Regions from separate parts of the Zea mays genome. Here region 1 is linked to region 2. A link is a contact called in public Hi-C data. All regions are on one chromosome and are shown on one strand. Each heading gives the region's core, a stretch centred on a gene start, on an enhancer-like site or on the middle of the called end of the contact. The rest is flanking DNA. Distances are from core to core; before and after follow the strand shown. Region 1 holds the start of LOC100281615. Region 2 holds the start of LOC100273658 (beta tubulin1).

Region 1 (5,517 bases), core at 2,220-4,719, 180 kb after region 2:
AGGTCAGCATCTTCAAAGGGGTACTCGACATCATCTTGCATATCTGGACTTTGGCATGGAAGTCTAGAAACATTACTGCTATCCACTTTGCACGGAACCACACAAGCAGCTCCCTCCTAAACTCCCCAGATAGATCATGTAAGAAATACATATCCTATATGGAATACACAGCAGGGGAAACAGTCAGGAAACCTAACCACATTTACAGACTCAGAGTCAGCTTTTGCGGGGTTCTTAGCATGATCCTTCCTTCTTTTATTCTTTTTCTTACTCTTGGTACTACTTTCCCCACCTCCTGAACCTGTCAAATGGTTTATATGGAGCCTAAGAATGTTTTTATTTAAACAAAACACTAATTAAGCAAATGTTTCAGCCTTTAGACTTTGGTTGAACATGAAACAATGATGAAAATCAACCAAGAACCAAGGTAACAGATAGTCAATACTTCAAAAGAACAGAATCTTAGGGAGTAAAATTGACCAATATCTGGCCTCAGTAAAACATCAGATTTAAGTCATCTAAAGAGTTTCAGAAACAAACAGTGAACAGAATAACATAAGTCATATAGTCAATATAACTCACTGTAGTTATACCTCCATCCCCATTAATAAAACAAAGTAACTCATCCAAAGATCTCTCATCTTTTTCCTCCTTTTGTACTTGTACATCCTGAAATACAGTGAGCATGACTGAATGAAGTCGGAAAATGAATGTTGCCAAACACAACATGTACAGTCCATCATAGTTACCTTCAGCTTCTGGCGCTCCTGGAGCTCTTTCCGCTTCTTCGCGTACAACCGGTTCAATAGGCGAATCCTAGGATCATCATTTACATTTTTTAGGGGCTCCAACTTCTCTTCCTGAGGGCATGTAAGTTTTGACAGTAAGTATTTAATGATTTCACATCTAAAGCTATAGAAGGCACTCTAACCTCTGTTAAGTCATCTGGTAAGTGGAAAATGTCACGGATTTCCTCAGGTGTCTTTCCTTCAATAATTCGAGCAAGAGCTCGACTAGTAAGATCAACAAGTGGCTTTAGCTGTAGACTGTCAGCTGCAGAAGTCAATTCGCAGAGTCTTTCTGTTTCTATCCTAACAAATTTTTCATCAAAGGACTTCCGCTCCTGCATAGCACATATAAGGGAAAAACTACTAAGATTATTGGAACCTACGTAAACTCAACAGGTGAAATATACTGGAAAATTTAAAATTGTAGCATACCTTGTTTGAGCGCCCAGTAACCTGATGAAACCGGCAGTAGTCAAGAATCAAACTCAAACTGGCTGGATTAACTCTTTCAGGGAGCGCAATAGCATGATTTTTGGACGACCCTGTGCCATTTTTCACAATTTCACGACATATCATGGGGCAGAACATTGCAACCTCCTCCTCCACTTGCTGAATGGAACCATCAAAGCACTGAAGCCAGATATAAGTCTTTAACGCCTGTTATAGTTCACCACCAATAAGCTCAAGACAGGCTGAATTGAACCGCATAAGATTGGAAAAGTAATTGCTTCCCTCTAATTACCGGAGAGGGGGGCTGCAGGGGATTGTACCTCTGGTTTTATTACTGCTAACTCGCTCTCCGACATTATTGCCGAACACCAGTGGAAAAATGATTATGGCACCACTAAATATAGATGAGAAATTACAATGAACTCCTTTCTATGTATAACAGCACCAGTTGATCCAATGTCCAACAAATGAAAGGATCAAAATTTTATCCTGTAGAAGAAATCAGGGTATGCCACAATTATCTCATTTGGCATCAGATCAATGAGTGGCGCCTATTTTTTGCAATCTAGACTCACGTAATAAATTTTGGCTTCAACGGCACAGTTCAGCTTCAAGGTAATTGGTTTACCAGGTTAACCTACAGCTGAGATGCATGAGTAAAAAATATCAGGTCAACAATAAAGCATGAATGACATCTTTAGAAAAAGCGTGGATAAATGAACAATCACAGTAAAACAAAAGGAGAGATCTGACATGAGAGCATAATATGTGAGGAAACTGAACACACAGAATAATCAATTTCAACTAAGGAGAGTTGCAAGTACTGATAATCACATGATGCACATGGAAAGGATACCAACCTTAAAAGTACAGGTACAAAAGAGAAGACACAGTGGGACGCATTCAGCTCGATGGAGCCAATTGCCAATTTGTCTTAGTCTTACACATTACTAACACAAATGTATAGGAAGGCCATTGTTAGTGAGTTCATTAGCATTCTTCGCACCTTACTACGACAGATTGTTGGGAATAGTCCCACATTGTTTGTTGTGGGTGGCCAAGCATGATTTATAAGTTTGAGGGTGCAATCCCTAATGGCCTAACTTTTTGGGGGAGTGTTGGTCCAACAGACCTAAAGCCCACTGTTGTGCGTTCGGGCGCGTGTGTTGTGACCCGAACGCATAGTAGTGGGTTTTAGGACCGTTGGGCCACCACTCCCTCCAAAAAGCTAGCCCATTAGGGGATTGCACCTTCAACCATAAAACCATGCTTGCCCACCGATACCACACAATGTGAGACTATTTCTAACAATCTTTCCCTCACACATTGTGAGCCGAGATTTGTCTGAGATACACTAGGCCAACCTGGCTTTGATACCAATTGTTGGAACCCGACCCACCAACACATGGTGTACCCGTTGAGTCACCCGCACACAAGGCACGCCAATCCAAGCCGTCGGGCCACGACACACACGTCCAAACGCATATAAGTGGGCTTTAGGTCTGTTTGACCAACACTCTCCAAAAAGCTAGCACATTAGAAGGTTGCACTCTCAACCATATAAATCATCCATGTACAGCCACAACACACAATGTGGTATTATTTACAACACACCGGAAACATGAACAGTGACCACCGAAACGGTACCCAGCAACCAAATACCACATGGCCTAACCTCGAAGTTGGTCTTGAGCCAGACAGCCTCCAGCCGTGGCTGATTCCAAGGCTCCCGAACCAAGGCGACTATCTGCTCCAGTAAAAGGCTCCCGAACCCAGACAGCCTCCAGCCGTGGCTGATTTCAACATTTCACGCACAGCGCAGGTGGAAACAGGAGAACGGCATGCAGGCGCGCGCAGGCAATCCCAAGCCCGAAATGGGGTGAAAGTTAAACCCAAATCAAAGGCCGAGGCCGCGGGCGCAAACCCTACCCGTATTACGCGTCCGGAAGCCCATTCGGGACGGTGAGGCAGGCCAGAAACCTAGCCCCGACTACTATCCGCCGCTCGGGAAACGCAGGCAGGACAGAAGGGGTAGCCGTCTGGGGACGTACCTCCGTTGTCAGCCGAGCGGGCGCGAATGGAATAGAGCCACGCGCTCCCGGAAGAGAGAGCGAGGGAGCAGAGCTGCGGCTTCTCCGTCGGCGTTGGAGCGAGAGTGGAGAGCCCCGGCGGGGAGGAAAGGCGTGGGTTTTTTTTTTTTTTGGTTGGTGGGCGTCCGCCAACGGTTTCTTTGGTTTTCAGCTGCTGTGGGGAGTAGTCCTTATCTATCGTCTCGCACTGCCGACTGCTGGACTGCTGCTGCCTCCAGTGGACCGGGCCGGCCCATTGTTTCCTACTACTTAGGCCAGGCATGACACATTCGACTTGATTATTGTTTATTATATATATAAACTAGGTAGGTGCCCGTGCGTTGCGACGGCATACAAAATATTAAATAAAATGGTAATGCACAACTAAATCAGTTCAAAAAGATATGTAATGCTCAGGATAGTGTTTGTAGATGTCAGAGAGCGGGCGGATGCTTCTGGATAGCGAAGCGTGGAGAACAAGCGAGCGGGTGGGGGCGCGACACACAAAAACCACGACTGGAACTATTAAAAGTAGTGCATTATAGTAGTAAAGATAGTAGATAAAATACCCCCACCCAGTTGTTAACATGTCGATCTAATAATTCAAAATACCACTTTTAAAGATGGGATAAATATATTAGTTCAGATTTTCAGATAACAAAACCACATTAAATTAGCCAAAGAGACTATATGGTTCTACACTTCTACATAAAATAAAATAAAATAAGAAAGAAAATTCTTGTTGAAAGAGAAGTGATAAAAATAATGGGAAATAAGAAGAGAAAGAAATACTCTACAGTAGGGTCTATCATATGAAGTTCGTGAAATAAAGTTCTAGCACAAAAAACAAGTTTGTTGAAATCAAGACAATATTTACAGTTATACAATACACATGCTGCTTTTGACTGAAAGGCGTGCTAATTAGCAGTCGAACTCATCAGCATAGACTAAATAAATGGTCTCAAGCTTTATGTTGCCTGAACAATGGAAAAGCACACACGCAAGCAATTCTAACATGCCCTAGTAGTTGACACAATATTCAAAGGAACTTGGTTATCACACGGCAGGAAGTCTGAAACGTTGTAGTTGCGACTGTAAGTAATGCTCGATTATTGTAGACCCTGCATGACGGATTACTCAAATAGTCAGTGTAGCGCTATATAGAGATTAGGGGGCCAAGCTAGCAGACCCCTATTCAACTTGGTGATTATTTTGTGGGAAGCTAATTCTTTCAGAAAATATTACTGTCCAAGGTTAGTGTGATTATAAAACTTACCCAACGGCAGTGGCGCCCCCATGAAACAACATTATAAATATACCACGATATCACACACACTGTTGAATCCATTATGTACTTGTGATTTATATGTCGGATACTCAAAATTTAAACCCAACATAAATTACTTGTTATCTTTGACAACGAAGTCCTAACCTAGCTATATGCATGCCTTGACAGCACACGACAAACTACAGAATGTTTGTTGACAGGAATCCCCACTCCCTAAATAGATGTTATCTTAATCAATAGAAAGCCTGGGAGATTGCTTGTCATCAATGCTCAATACACCTAGAACAAGATGCTACCATACCTGGCATCCAATATCTCCAAGCCCAAAATACGTTCACCATCGGTAAACACTGTAACTTGAATGCTCCTCTCTAGCCAGTTTTAGCACCTCAAGGATCTTTCCCCTGCACAACCAAATAAAAACACCATATGAACCTGAACAGGCAATGGCAAAAAAACAGAACTTACTTTTCCTTCAAACTGATATAAAGACACTGAGGGCGACTCAATATGGATCCATACTTTTGGCAGGCCTCACCAACGGCTCCTCAATGTTGTCAATGAGCAGCTTGTAGAAAAGCCTCTCGTTCCCTTCCTGTGATAGAGAAAAGTATAGCCCAAATGAACTCCTTCTATCAGCTATACTAATATACTATGCATAACAATGAAACTTAATGATCAGTTACCTGGAGATCCACGAGGGCCATGTAGCGCTGCAAAGGAAACTTGTAGTATCCTGTGGACAGGAGATGAGCAGACAAACAACAGGTTACAACGGCAATACCGTAATTGTCGAATATTAACATTGTAACACAGATCAACTATTTGTGAAGGATCAGTTGCTACCTCATCAAAACATTGTTCGGCCTTTTCTGCATACATCGAACAAGAGTGTGGCGTCTCCATGAACAGTGGAGCAACA
Region 2 (5,228 bases), core at 2,695-5,194:
AGATCTTGTAGAGACCTATTGTATCCTCTCTACTCCTGATGATTTCTTCGTATGAGAGCAGTAATATCTGTTGTTGAAGATGGATCCTGGCGGACACCAGTCCTATTTTCATTCTTGCCAAGCAGTTATCATCATTTGCTTCATCAAAAGCTAGTTATATGGTGATTTTCCCAGATAAAATGAATTCTTGGCCCTGTCTGTTCTATTCCAAAGCTTCTCTTTTTGCTGAACAATAAAGAGATCGAAATAATGCTATATAGAACAAATTGGTATATAATATGAGGAGAAATGTTTGCCTTGCTGGCAGCATCACAATTTATTAACTATTGTTATAAATTCTCTCTCAAAATTATAATACCTAAAAATGTTGCATAAATCGATACCCAATTTCAGAACGGTATGAGTAATTGGGTAAACCATGGGCAATAATAAAATGAGCTGGACTATACATCTCTGCATATAAAAATCTTTGCTTGGCAGCATTGGCCTGATGCCGTGCACTTTACTACCAATATAAGCACACACATTTTTCCTATGTGCCTCAAAGCACAATACAACCAGTGAATGTCTTTGTGAGCGTTAGACCCTGATGGTCATTTTACTTGTTGATCTGAAGTCAACTAATGGCTCAAAACGACGAATGGTATTCATGAGCCCATGAAGATGCCTTATGGATTAAATAAGTGTTGTGCATGTTAGTCTAAATCTTAATGATTGACTGTGCATTTGGTAATAATAACAATAAGTTTGCAGAATTGTAACCATGAAGCAACTTGTTGCGTGTCTCGCTGGATGTTGAGACTAACCCTTCATGTTGAAGGACAAATATGTAGTATTCATGCCACTACTCTAATCTAAGTCCAAAGCTCACTGCATAAAACCCCTATTTGTAATGTGCGTAAGATTTCCCAAATAAATCACCACAATAGCATACAATGGCCACAACTGGATGATTATGGTTGGGGATATTATCTGTATGCTTTTAGAACATCTCGGCATTAGGGGGAGGAATGTCCATATAGTGTAATGCCTCAATATTCTATTAAACGCACAAAAGCCAAACTGAACCCGTCGTTCGGAGTGTACTCCTGTGTATATGGAGTTTGCCAGAAATCGTTGAGGAGTAACCATATTGGTTTGAATGCTTCTACCTGATGTAGATGTGGATATACCCGGGATTAATATCATATCCACATTTGACTTATTGGCATTTGATCTGTTCTGCGGGGACGCCTGCGGATATGATCCATCGGCCTTAGTCAAAGCATATGTTCTGATTGCAGATTCACGTGGTCTGTGATAACTCTCCTTCGATTAATTCACCCTGATGGTGATTTGCCTCACGAAGAGGTTCATCTTAATGATGAAGTTCCTAGCAATGCGCGCAATATCATTGTGCTGGGAATACGGAACAATGAATCTTTTGTTTTTGGGAAACGGCGAAGATCATTATTAAATGTGGGAGACAAATGTGTCGACATCTATCTTGCCTCTCTAGATTGCAAACGGATCCAAAACAAAGTCCTAGGCATGAGTGCTTTAAGCTCTCTTATCGGGTCATTGATAAATGCAATCGAGGCTGAACCAATAATCGCAAAATGAAAGTCACGAGCTTGAAGTTCGAACATTTATGGGCACTATTGAAATAATGTGTGGTGAATGCGATGGTTCAAGTGGTCTTGTGAGAGACCCATCCCACGTATGTGTTGAATAAACACTGTTCCGCTATGTAATATATCTGGCAAATGACATGAATTAAAATATGCAGTTAATAGGATTCTGAAGATCCGTCATGAGATCCTAGGAGGACTCATATCTTTAAATTATAAATATGCAACATATAAATCTAGTACCGAATAATACATTCCCGACGAATGAACACTCTCCTATGTAGAGAGAATATCTCCTATTTGAGATTATAGTTCCTAGATGGAACCTTTCCAGAAGACATAAAGTCTGTGTTAAACACCAAAGTTTGATAATCCCTATAAAGGGATAAAGACCCATACAGACCCGAAAAGGAATAAGATGAGGTACCAAAGGACTTGAAGTTCACCGAATAAGCACATGTGCATTCCACGAGTTTTACTCATGGTATTTTCCACTTGATGTGGAATTACGGTATCCTCTAAAGCCCCGATGGCAGAAACCTATAAGGTTTAGGTGTTACTGGCAAAATATCCCCATTGTGCCAGAATGACAGACTATAACGATGTATCTAATCGATGAAAAATCACTAATGGATTACGATCTTTGATGGACTTTTGTTACACCATCATAGATGTTGCAATGGATGAACGCCTGGAGCGATGTGTCATATTTAGAATATGTACTATTGCAACTATATTATCCCCTAAAGTCCTATAGAAGGACATGCTACTTGCTTTGCACAACTATGTATAAATTATGGTGTAAGATAGAAAATGATAGCACCCCAACCTCATTCATTCTCGTTATTCTAGATGAACAATGGGACATATATCTTGAAGAATATACTTGAGTTATGAGGGGTAACGACTTTGACAGATGTCATCGTTAGGGGGAGCGAATGCTTATATTGATCACAATCGTGAGACAATAAATGTCATATTCTATGCCCTGAAGGCGTGAGCTTGATGATCAATATGTAAACCTTTATGGAACTTTCTATCAAATATATAGATCCAGTCGATCGAACACCATCAGTCAAAGTGGCTTATTTATATTGATACGTGCACTTACCTCGTATATCCTAGAAGTGAGTAGAGGTAAAGTTCCTGAAATAGACCTTGCAAGGATATGCAATCCGTTTGCTGAATCTTTATGTGCATATACTTCCAGAAGAATATGTTTTGCCTTATTGATACGATTTTGCAAGGATCAGGGGAGCACATTTCTAAAGTTAGCCCTTGTAGAAGATTCGATAGAATCTAGATCCCAACGGATCGAAATCTGTCACGATGACAGCTGTTGTACTCTTTTTCCTTTGGTGAGTTTTCTTCAAGTTTCTCACATGATGTTTTTAACGAGGCAACAAAGTGCAAATGCAATTTATATCACCATGCACTCTTTCTCCACATTTTCCCACTGGGTTTTTTGGAGTTTTAACGAGGCATGTGTTGGTCGCGGTATTCGCCCAAGGGGGAGTGTTAAGTAACCCTAGTTAGGGTTATGTGGGCAAATACCTGCTTTGCCCCTGAGGGGTCTCACATCTCTATATAAGGAACCTGTACACCCCCTCATATTACAGAGATCAGAAAAAGGCCAGAGGCCCAACCCTATATCCAGTGTCTCGTGTGTTTCCTCTGTCGTGTTTATGGGAAAGAAGACGGGTTATCTACAACTTCTCGCGCCTCTACTGCTGACGGGAGGGAAGGAAACGGATGTGGTGATCCGTGGTAACGTAGTTCTCAACAGTCCCGACCCCCTCCCTCCTCTTCAAGTCCATTCACTTCGCCCCTACGCACTCACCCGAGCTACGCGCGACAGTTCTTCAAACTCGCTGGAGCTCTTCCGTCGCCAAGCTTCCTGCGTTCGATTTCGCCCCCAGCAAGGCCTACGTAGAAGACACAAAAAAAAAATCAGTAAGAGCCGGTTGTGCGCTAGTGGGCCAGTACCACCAGGCCGGGCCATTGGGATTGTTTTTGGAGAAAACGAAAAGGTATCTCACGCAATAAGGCCCGGCCACTCAACAGTCCCTGGAAAATGGACGCTGCGAGCCCAGTCAGCCAGGTCCAGCCCAATCCATCTACACCGACCCGACCGTTAGAGGGGACCAGGCGTCCAGGCTCACTGTCCCAGGCACTCCGCCGTTCTCCACTCCAAAATTTCAAAATTCAAATTCGCTCTCCGCTCCTCCGTTGACGGGACGCCGTATTTTCCCCTCCCTCCCGTCGCGCACTTGCTTGCCTGCCGTTACTACTACTGGTAGTATAAAGCAAAGGCAAAGGCAAAGGCAAACCCCTCCCCACAAACCCTAACACTCCACCGACGCCCAGATCTGTTCCTTCTCTCTTCCACGCCGCCGCCGCCCTCGAATTTTCGAATCCTCAGCAACAATCGTCCTGCCGCCATGAGGGAGATCCTCCACATCCAGGGCGGCCAGTGCGGCAACCAGATCGGTGCCAAGTTCTGGGAGGTGGTGTGCGCGGAGCACGGCATCGACGCCACCGGCCGCTACGGCGGCGACTCCGACCTGCAGCTTGAGCGCGTCAACGTCTACTACAACGAGGCCTCGTGCGGCCGCTTCGTGCCCCGCGCCGTGCTCATGGACCTAGAGCCCGGCACCATGGACTCCGTGCGCTCCGGTCCCTACGGCCACATCTTCCGCCCCGACAACTTCGTCTTCGGTCAGTCCGGGGCCGGGAACAACTGGGCCAAGGGCCACTACACCGAGGGAGCCGAGCTCATCGACTCCGTGCTCGACGTGGTGCGAAAGGAGGCCGAGAACTGCGACTGCCTGCAAGGTTGGTTGGTTATTTGCTTGTCTCGTCTCGTCTTCCATTTCTGCAAGGTTGCTTGGTTTGCTGACTGGGATCTTATGCCCGCCTGTCAGGCTTCCAGGTCTGCCACTCTCTCGGCGGCGGCACCGGCTCCGGCATGGGCACGCTGCTCATCTCCAAGATCCGCGAGGAGTACCCCGACCGTATGATGCTCACCTTCTCCGTGTTCCCGTCGCCCAAGGTCTCCGACACCGTGGTGGAGCCCTACAACGCGACGCTGTCCGTCCACCAACTGGTGGAGAACGCCGACGAGTGCATGGTGCTCGACAACGAGGCGCTCTACGACATCTGCTTCCGCACGCTCAAGCTCACCACACCCAGCTTCGGCGACCTCAACCACCTCATCTCCGCCACCATGAGCGGCGTCACCTGCTGCCTCCGCTTCCCGGGGCAGCTCAACTCGGACCTCCGCAAGCTGGCCGTCAACCTGATCCCGTTCCCGCGCCTGCACTTCTTCATGGTGGGGTTCGCGCCGCTCACCTCCAGGGGCTCCCAGCAGTACCGCGCCCTGACGGTGCCGGAGCTTACCCAGCAGATGTGGGACGCCAAGAACATGATGTGCGCCGCGGACCCGCGCCACGGCCGGTACCTGACGGCGTCCGCCATGTTCCGCGGCAAGATGAGCACCAAGGAGGTGGACGAGCAGATGCTGAACGTGCAGAACAAGAACTCCTCCTACTTCGTGGAGTGGATCCCCAACAACGTCAAGTCGACGGTGTGCGACATCCCGCCCACGGGGCTGAAGAT

What was found. Hi-C and Micro-C count contacts between places; a contact is called where the count stands out from the background.
Region 1: a contact with region 2 is called in a Hi-C map of ear, with 2.5 times the contacts expected there. The contact joins the promoter of LOC100281615 here to the promoter of LOC100273658 in region 2. A contact is called at or near these places in 2 of 25 Hi-C or Micro-C datasets (ear and endosperm).

Annotation. Positions count from the first base shown.
Region 1 is chr1:2,276,712-2,282,228 of Zm-B73-REFERENCE-NAM-5.0, forward strand. It overlaps LOC100281615, which reads right to left and starts at 3,470. Exons shown (of 11, transcript NM_001411839.1): 1 at 3,290-3,470; 2 at 1,814-1,881; 3 at 1,531-1,727; 4 at 1,221-1,445; 5 at 932-1,123; 6 at 750-860; 7 at 594-669; 8 at 198-301; 9 at 1-116. The coding sequence starts at 1,376.
Region 2 is chr1:2,091,597-2,096,824 of Zm-B73-REFERENCE-NAM-5.0, forward strand. LOC100273658 (beta tubulin1) reads left to right here and starts at 3,945. Exons shown (of 2, transcript NM_001348079.1): 1 at 3,945-4,445; 2 at 4,535-5,228. The coding sequence starts at 4,052.